Regions from separate parts of the Mus musculus genome. Here region 2 is linked to region 1. A link is a contact called in public HiChIP or PLAC-seq data. All regions are on one chromosome and are shown on one strand. Each heading gives the region's core, a stretch centred on a gene start, on an enhancer-like site or on the middle of the called end of the contact. The rest is flanking DNA. Distances are from core to core; before and after follow the strand shown.

Region 1 (4,303 bases), core at 1,112-3,611:
TATTCCGAATAAAGAACTGGCATTTTTATCTGTATTTTAAAACCCGAGCTACAGGAGACTATTTAAAATGTATCAACTTTTCATTAGTACATTTTGATTTTGATGCAGAAATGTCTTTACGCCGGGCGTGGTGGCACATGCCTTTAATCTCAGCACTTGGGAGGCAGAGGCAGGCGGATTTCTGAGTTCGAGGCCAGCCTGGTCTACAAAGTGAGTTCCAGGACAGCCAGGACTATACAGAGAAACCCTGTCTCAAAAAACCAAAACCCAAAACAAAACAACAACAACAAAAAAAACCAAAAAAAAAAAAAAAAAAAAAAAAAAAAAGAAAAAAGAAAAAAAAAAAGAAAAGAAAAGGAAAGAAAAGAAATGTCTTTACATCTTCCAGTGTTTAAAGACTTACAAGACATATTTGAGGTACTTACACTCGATAGGAAAAGTTAAATTGAAGAAACCCACAGGCAGAAAAATCATCTCCAATATTAAATTTGGTTTAGTAAAAGTGTAAGACAGTGGATTTGGAATTTCTCTCAAATAAGACGAAAATTTTCTAATATTTTTACTAGATAAGAATACTAGTTCACCATATCTCCATCTTGATATTCATGTGTGCTTAGGAGTTTGGGCACCTCTGCTCTCCAACGCTGTGCCACGTTCTCCAGGAGAGCATTACATTGAAGCACATTTTCAGTCTGCTACAGGATTGGCCCTATTTGTGTAAACCCTAGTTTAACCTGATTATTAACAATTACGTTGTGTTTTCTACTTACAATTAGAGTGTATTCAAATTTATTGGTCCCTTGCTTCACAGATTTATCTCAGTATGTGGTGTATTCAAACAGAATTTTGTATTTTTAATTAGGGGATTAGATAAGTAATTCTGAAGAGCCAAGAAAAAAAAATACCCTGTTAGGCATCATTTTGCCTAACAATGTGACATACACCGTGTGTGAGAGAGAGAGAAAGAGAGAGAGAGTGTGTGTGTATGTGTGTGTGTTCAGGGTGTTGTGCTAGTGCCATCTATCCAGCAGGCTGTTTTTCAAGCCACGTTTTAAAAAGTGGACATGTGCAGGAACTGTGAGCACAATTAGCACCAGGCAGATAAACCCAGCTTTAATCCTGTTTACGGTCCGCATCAGGCAGATGTGCCAAGATTGATGCAGACAAGCCCTGGGCTTACAGTAATATTTTTAAAAGTGCAGCTCACTGTCCTATTTTTGTTAAACCTTTGCTCACTATCCTTAAGTGTCACTGGCTTTGCTCTCCTTATTTGCCACTGTAACCCATTTTGAACAGGTCCTGCTTTCCTGGTAACCTGCCAGGAAAGGTTATCTTTATTCCCTGTAATTAAATTGGCTCCCCTTCCCCCAAGAAGATACAATAGGAAGTGGGTGCTGAATTAAATAAATAGCAAGCTATCCAATAGACGCATACTTAAATCCCTTGCAAGAACAGATGGCCCCAGTATCTCTGTAAGTAATGCGAGAGGACAGTTAGTGTTCTGAAGCAACTAGCAACGACCAATATGATCCTAATGAGCCAATAGATTTCAAATAACGAGCCACATGCCACCAACCAGAGCTCTACACTGTGTGAGGGGTTAATGTAGGTAGCCTGCAACACAGTGCCTGTAGACCATTTCTGCATTTGTATCTCCTGATATCAAATATGAATTTATAAATGAAGTTGTACTTCAGAGTCTTCCTAATAGCTGTGCCACTTGTTCTTAAGGTAGGAAGTAGAGCCACATTTGAAACACATGCCCAGAAAAATCAGCGGGCATGGTGCTTCTCTTCAGAACTCTTTCTTTATTCTACAGTCTGATCATCATAGGTTCATGGAAATATGGCTTTCACGTGGCATTATGTGAATATTTGCTTTCCTTGTGACGGAAACCGATACGATCCCAGGAGTGGCCAGTGTGACTCAGCCCAGCCATTCAAGAGAATGGAATCCAAGCAGAGATTTAAGATCTCAGCCCTTTGTTCAGCACTTACTTTCAAAAGCCTCTTCCTGATTCATTTGTAGACAAAAAGGAATCTAAGTCACTCTTAAAATAATCCTTAGAGAGACACAGGCAGGTAATCCATCTTTACGGAACCAACACTGCTTTTTACAACACAGTTGATTTTCTTTTGTTTTCTTTACTCATGTTTATAATGAATATTTGTGTACCCTGAGAGTGTCCAAAGGGTGTCCCGAAGTAGTGGCTGAGGAGAAATAATGAGCTAAGATTTTCAGTTTATCCCATCAGATAATGCCCAGAACCTTTAGCCTTTCCTGAGGCTAGCCCTAGGGCTTTCCCCAGGCAACTGGGGAGACTTTCATTAACCTCTGATCCAGGAGGCTGGCTGTGTTGCCTCACCCAGAGCCAGCAGGTCTCCTGCTCATTGCTTACAAACTTCAAAACCTAAAGGGTGCAGCTAAGCCCAGCCCACACTGCTGATTAAACATTTAGGCCAAAGCTTCCTGATAAAAACATTTCCAAGTCAAGCGCTCCCAGAGTTCTAACATGCCTTTTTTGTTGGACCCATTTCTACACAGAACACTAAATTCCAATGGTGCTACAGTCTTCTGCTACATCAATGTGCTTCAGGAAACACACATTCTATTATCACACAAGTTGTTTCCAAGTTTGACCTCAGTGACACTTGGGTGAGCTTTCCTTTTCCTTCAGCTGGGTTTATTACTTATTGTTTTGGAGTTAATTCTGAAAAGCAAGTTAAAAACTCTGCACACAAAAAGCCTTTCCCTCCCTCCCTCCCTCCCTCCCTCCGTCCCCCCTCCCTCCCTCCCCCCCTCCCCCCCTCCCTCCCTCCTTTTTTCCTTCAGAGTGCTTGAGCCAGGGTGGATATTAGAGGACAATGGCCAGGAGTTGCTCAGAGCTCACCAAACCTCTTTCCCCACTGAGCCTTCGTGCCCCCAATTTTCCCCTTTCCTACACTTAAAATTACCCCGACTGCTGATCACTGTGGAAGGGAAAGCTGGAGACTGATGAGAAAACCAGCACTTCATGTTCTCGCTTTTATCTCTCTGTGTGGTGACTAGGCTTAAGCATTTTCTGTGGTTATTTTATTTCTTGGTTTTCTTCCTAAATAATATGTAAGTGGGTTCAACCCCCCCCACAATCAACTGTGTAACTTGCTTTTTAAAAAAGATTTGTTTATTTTATGTATATGAGTGCACTGTAGCTGTCTTCAGACACACCAGAAGAGTGCATCAGATCCCATTACAGATGGTTATGAGTCACCATGTGGTTGCTGGGAATTGAACTCAGGACCTCTGGACAAGCAGTCAGTGCTCCTAACCACTGAGCCATCTCTCCAGCTCTGTAACTTGCTTTGATTACATGCATTCATTCTTAGTGTCAATGTCTTTCTGGATGCGGACACACACTTATTCAATAAAAGCTGCAAAAGGCAAGGATGGTTTATTCTACCATCCTCTGAACGGACACTAGTGAAGCTCCAATCATTTTGCTATGATGAATACTGCTGCAATTCACATTTGGGAATCTTTTGATGCTCACAGCATAGTGCCCAGCAGCTACCACTGGCCTGCTTCTGCTGCTCTAAAACTGCTTCCTTTTCAGCTGTACCATGGCCTACCCTTAGTTTTGATCCCATGCCAACCTAGAAGGCAGAGTGGTGTTTGGTTGTTTAAATTTGCATTTCTTTGATTACTAATTAGGTTGAACTTCTTCACGTGTTTGTTGCTTGATTTGCATTCCTTCTTTTGTGGAATGCCTGCTTGAGTCTTCTAAGTTCTTTTCCATGAAAGTGTTGCAAATAACTCTTTGGCCTTTGCTCTCTTTGTGACTTTTCTTTATGAATTTTAGGACTTTTAAAGTGATCAAATGATTTTTTAGGTCAGGCAACTTGAGCTCTGAGTGTCTGACTGTTTATCATGCTTGATGCATTTTTAACTTAATTAAGGCTATATAAATTTCTAATCTAGAAATACTGCTGTAATTTATGAGATAAATTATTTCTTTTTATTTCTTCAAATAAGTTTGCAACCACTTTCTACTCCTTTCCACATAGTTTAGATTTCTTTAGATAAATATACTAGTGAATTTTCAAATACACACATACATTTCTGTGCTCCATTCATTTCTGTTTCTAGATATTGAAATTACTGCCACTTTGCAAATTATACCTGCTGGGGACAGCAATTGCCTCCAATGTTTTGTCTTTAGGATCTTTTCCTAGCTAATACAGCCTGTTACTCCAAGAGAACTTGCAAGTCATTTGAACAGATTCCCTGTTCATCCAAACATAAAAAAAAAAAATTCCCAATGAAG
Region 2 (4,303 bases), core at 551-3,050, 140 kb before region 1:
ACATTGCTGAGTGGCTGCGTTCTGTGAGATATTATGAAACTCACATGGTATTCACTAATACAAAATGATCTAATTTTCTAGTCTATTTAAATGATGAAAACAAAGGAGCTCAAATTTTATTGCGTGTACCACTATACCCTTTGTGGACATGGGTTACAGACTCACTCACAAAGAGTAAAATTGCTTTGGAGGTTTTGAAGACAAGTTCCTGGCACATAAACACTAGCCCTGAGCCCTAAAGAACGAGGAGTTACTGATAAGAAGAGTCAATCTAAGGATATACAATCTCACTGAAAAAAGAAAAAGAAAAGGCTTGTGGGTACAAGGAACAGTAAGCAACTTTGGGAGAAACTTAGAATACAGCAGCATGTTGGGGTAAACACAATGTGATGCAATTTGTAGAGGACCCCTTTCCTACTGAGTATCTTAAATGCTACCGAATAGGGTAGGAGACCAAAGCATTCAAAAGACTTGTGCAGGGGACCAGCTGGGTCACACTTACATTTTAGTTAGATTTTGCAGATTATGTTTTGGAAGGAGGATTTAAAAGAAAAGGCAATGAGGAGAAAGAATGGTTTAGAGCCACTGCATCATTCCCAGCAAGAGATGAGTCTGAACCACCAACTAAAGAGCAGACATAGGCTAGACCTAGGCCCCCTACTGATATGTAGCAGATGTGCACCTTGGTCTTCATTTAAGTGCCCCAACAACAGGGACTGTCCCTGACTCTGTTGCCTGCCTGTAGAACCTGTTCGCCTGACTGGGCTGCCTTGTCTGCCTTAGTAGGAGAGGATAGATCTAGTCCTGCAGTGACTGGATGTGCTAGGGTGGAGAGATCCCCAGGGGGCCTCCACCTCTCAGAGGTGAAGGGGAAGAGTGGTAGGGAGGGGCTGTGAGGGGGAGACTGAGAGGAGGGTGAGGGTGTGATCAAGGTGAAAAGTGAATAAACTAATTAATGAAAAAGAAAACCAACAGAGACAGAGAGAGAGAGAGAGAGAGAGAGAGAGAGAGAGAGAGAGAATGAGAAGCACCAACAAGAAAATCAAGACAAATGAACTAAGGAATCTAAAGTGAACTTCTGGATTTATAGTTCGGTCAACTGAAAGTCTGATGAAATCAATAAAGAAAGAGAATAGGAAGAGTCAATAAAAAGGACAAGAAGAAAACTCAGCACAGCCACTGAGCTGTGACAATGAGCATTAGGGAGGTATGGGAGTTGAAAACCTAAAACTAAAGATGAGACTAGTCAGATGATAGATAGGTGAATGATATGGAAGATACCTCAGTAGATAGATAGACAGACAGACAGATAGATAGATAGATAGATAGATAGATAGATAGATAGATAGATGATAGACAGACAGACAGACAGACAGACAGACAGATAGATAGATAGATAGATAGATAGATAGATAGATAGATGGGAAAATAGATCGAGAAAGAGAAACAAGGAGAGGATTCATTTGCAAGAATCGTTGTATCAACTGAAAGGAACCTTGTCCTAATCCACTTGGACTTTTGTAATTAAAGTAGCATAACAGAGCGGCTCCTAAACACCAGCGATTCACGGCAGCTGGAAGATGCATTGTTAACAGACAGCTTAGGCTCTGGTGGAGGTCTGTCACAGACCTTCTGTCTGTCTTCCATTAGTGAAAGCAGTAAGGCTGAGTACATTCAGGAGAGTCCCACCTACGTTCACTCAGGATCAGATTTCAACATATACACTTTAAGAATGTGGAGCCATTCAGCCTATCCCTGTCAGAAACATCCAGGAAGAACGTTGGGAGGAGGGCATATCTGTAGGGAATGCTATCTTCACATTGGGGGTGGGAAAGGTTTCATGGTTAGGGTTGTGCAGGAAGAATGAGTCAGGGGGATGGAACTTTGTTGATATTGAGAAGAAAGGGTTTCAGAACAGTCAAAGTCATCCACAGCACAAAACACAGCAGGGACCCAGAAAACAAGAGACTGAAAACTGAATTTCACCAGAATTCAATTGAAAAAGCATTGACGACCTTCGAGGAAATTAAAGTCTCAGCGCGACGGAAGAGGAAGTCACGAGGAGAGCGGAGGCAGCAAGCGGAGCCACTCTTCCTTGCAGAACTGTTAATCTAGGACCACACTTCAAGGAAACCGTGTAGAAAGCAGATGCTCCCTCGTGGATCCTTGTAGGAGGGATTCACTCGAACACATTCATAATGAGAGGAGCTTTGATAAATAATACCAAAATACATTACAGATTAATAAAACTAACACTTTGTTGACATTCACTTGAAAACCTGCTTCCTTCCATACTAAATCTTTCTTCTGTGTGACTAGCAACCCTCAGTTTAGACCGATTGTGTTTTTCCTGACTTACAAGCCAAAATTTCTATTGGCACCAAGGAGCTAAGAACACAAGCAACGTAATGGCAAAGGGAAAAGAAGTGGGGTAGACAAGGCCTGAAGATTTCAGACTGTATAATGCTAATCACTTTCTGAAAGAGGTCCACGTTGGCCCATAAGACTCTGAGTGTCAAAGCCAAGTTGGCTGTGTGTTCTTGAAATACATCCAAACTGTAATCTCACATGCTAAGCAGCAGAACTTTAAAAAGTCAAATATTCTCCAGACCCAGCATGGTCTAGTTTAGGGGTATTGCTTCCCATCCTGTCTACAAATAATGGCACAAAAGCAGATTATTGCTGGTCTTGTTTCCCAGCAAAAGGTGACACCTTATGATTACTGCCCAGCCTCATATCTTTGGTTATTCTCATACCTTTGGGTGGCATCCCTCCTCGGTGAACACCCAAAGATGATGAAATCAAGTGTCTGACAACACTCCTGGGTGTATGGTGCTGCCTGTGGCTGGTCTGGCAGCTTTGCCCAGTTTCAGGTAGCAGATGCCTTCTGATGATTATCATGCTGGCAATGCCAGCACAGCCCAGCACAGCAAGTGAAGCATCTCTGCTGCTCATCCAGTGGCGATGGTTACTGCTAATGCCTATGTAAGTAAAGAAGCCACACTGAAGACATCTTGCTTTTGGGGTCCTGAGCTGCATATAAACACAAATATAAACAGTTTCATATATACGAAACATTTGCATATTAAATACATCTGTTATAATTCTCTAAGCTACCATAAATATTTTGGAGGAAATACAGGTTACCCAGAAAAAAAATTTAAAATATATTATAGAAATCTTGAGAAACTTGTTGATAATGCAGAATATAACTTGTAAATTGAAGAGCACATAGGGCTGGAAATGTTACTTTTTTTCCTGATAGTTCAAAATATAAATAACAGTGCTTTGTTTTTAAATGATAAGATTATGTAAACAAGACAGATTACTAGAGATTAATTTAGACAGGACAAAGAGCTGCCAAATGTGTATCTCTTAGCAAAAAGACACCAGCTAACCTTAAATATTCATCTGTCCTAATGTCTATCCGGCTCTGGTACATGATTTCATCTCACATCCAGTCTCCTGAAGACTTCCCTATAGGAGTGTGCCCAGCTACAGTTCATTATAGCTGACACAGTTTGAAACTGATGACTGTCAGGAGGCTGGGATGTAGCCATAAATCAGAAAGCTCTGTTTATTCTGGATCTTTGGGACTACCAAGGAAAGACTTTCAAGCTAGCCTGTTAAGAAGCATATAGGCTGTCTGTGAGCCCCTAGGGAATGTGATGTTGAAATGGATGCTGTATTCTCTAGGTCTCTGCCCTGGTTGGCTCTATAACTGATGATGGAAGCTAAGGTCTTGAATAGGTTCTGAAATAGCAGGCATTGGAAAACACTTCTGAAACTCATTCCTACAGAGCTATTTAACATGTTTTGTGTGTTTGGCACTAGAGGAAATAAATGCTAGAGTCACAGTGAGCCGCGTGGGTATACCTGTGCATTAACAATCTTAATTTAGGCCTCTTTTAATATGATGCTTTCCTTTCCTTAAAGAGTTTTTCCAATCCTTCAAAAGAGAATCTCTCAGGAATTTTTTTTTTCTCTACATTTTTCCCCTAATTTTTTGCAAGCACAATTTGAGCTGAGTTTTGCCATGTAAAGATGTCTTAAGTTAGCATTTAACTCAGTGAATCATTAATACCAATGTACAGTTATTCTAGACTATGTATGATTAGATGCTGGAACCAGAAAAATGTACCATAATTTCTAAAACCTTATTTCCATAAGGATAGTGTACTTTTGTGTAGTCTCCCCTCCCCCAGCCTGAAACCTGCTTGCTCAGGGGTGGAGCTTCCTGCTCATTCGTTCTGCCACGCCCACTGCTGGAACCTGCGGAGGAGCCACACACGTGCTCACCTTT

What was found. HiChIP or PLAC-seq counts read pairs in DNA pulled down with a chosen protein or histone mark.
Region 2: a contact with region 1 is called in an H3K27ac HiChIP or PLAC-seq map of extraembryonic endoderm stem cells. The contact joins two enhancer-like sites. A contact is called at or near these places in 1 of 115 datasets of contacts at active chromatin or transcription factors (extraembryonic endoderm stem cells) and 2 of 9 other capture datasets (adipose tissue and pancreatic islet).

The regions. Positions count from the first base shown.
Region 1 is chr2:79,396,624-79,400,926 of GRCm38.p6, reverse strand. All of the region lies in intron 1 of Cerkl (ceramide kinase-like), which reads left to right. Among named protein-coding and RNA genes, the nearest start is that of Cerkl, 30 kb to the left of the region's middle. Within about 2 kb of position 2,361, at least 42 of the 459 cell types and tissues checked have an H3K27ac peak or open chromatin away from gene starts, as enhancers often do. A contact at or near this core is called in extraembryonic endoderm stem cells, where this site is marked.
Region 2 is chr2:79,535,863-79,540,165 of GRCm38.p6, reverse strand. No RefSeq gene overlaps it. Among named protein-coding and RNA genes, the nearest start is that of Gm39867, 12 kb to the left of the region's middle. Within about 2 kb of position 1,800, at least 18 of the 459 cell types and tissues checked have an H3K27ac peak or open chromatin away from gene starts, as enhancers often do. A contact at or near this core is called in extraembryonic endoderm stem cells, where this site is marked.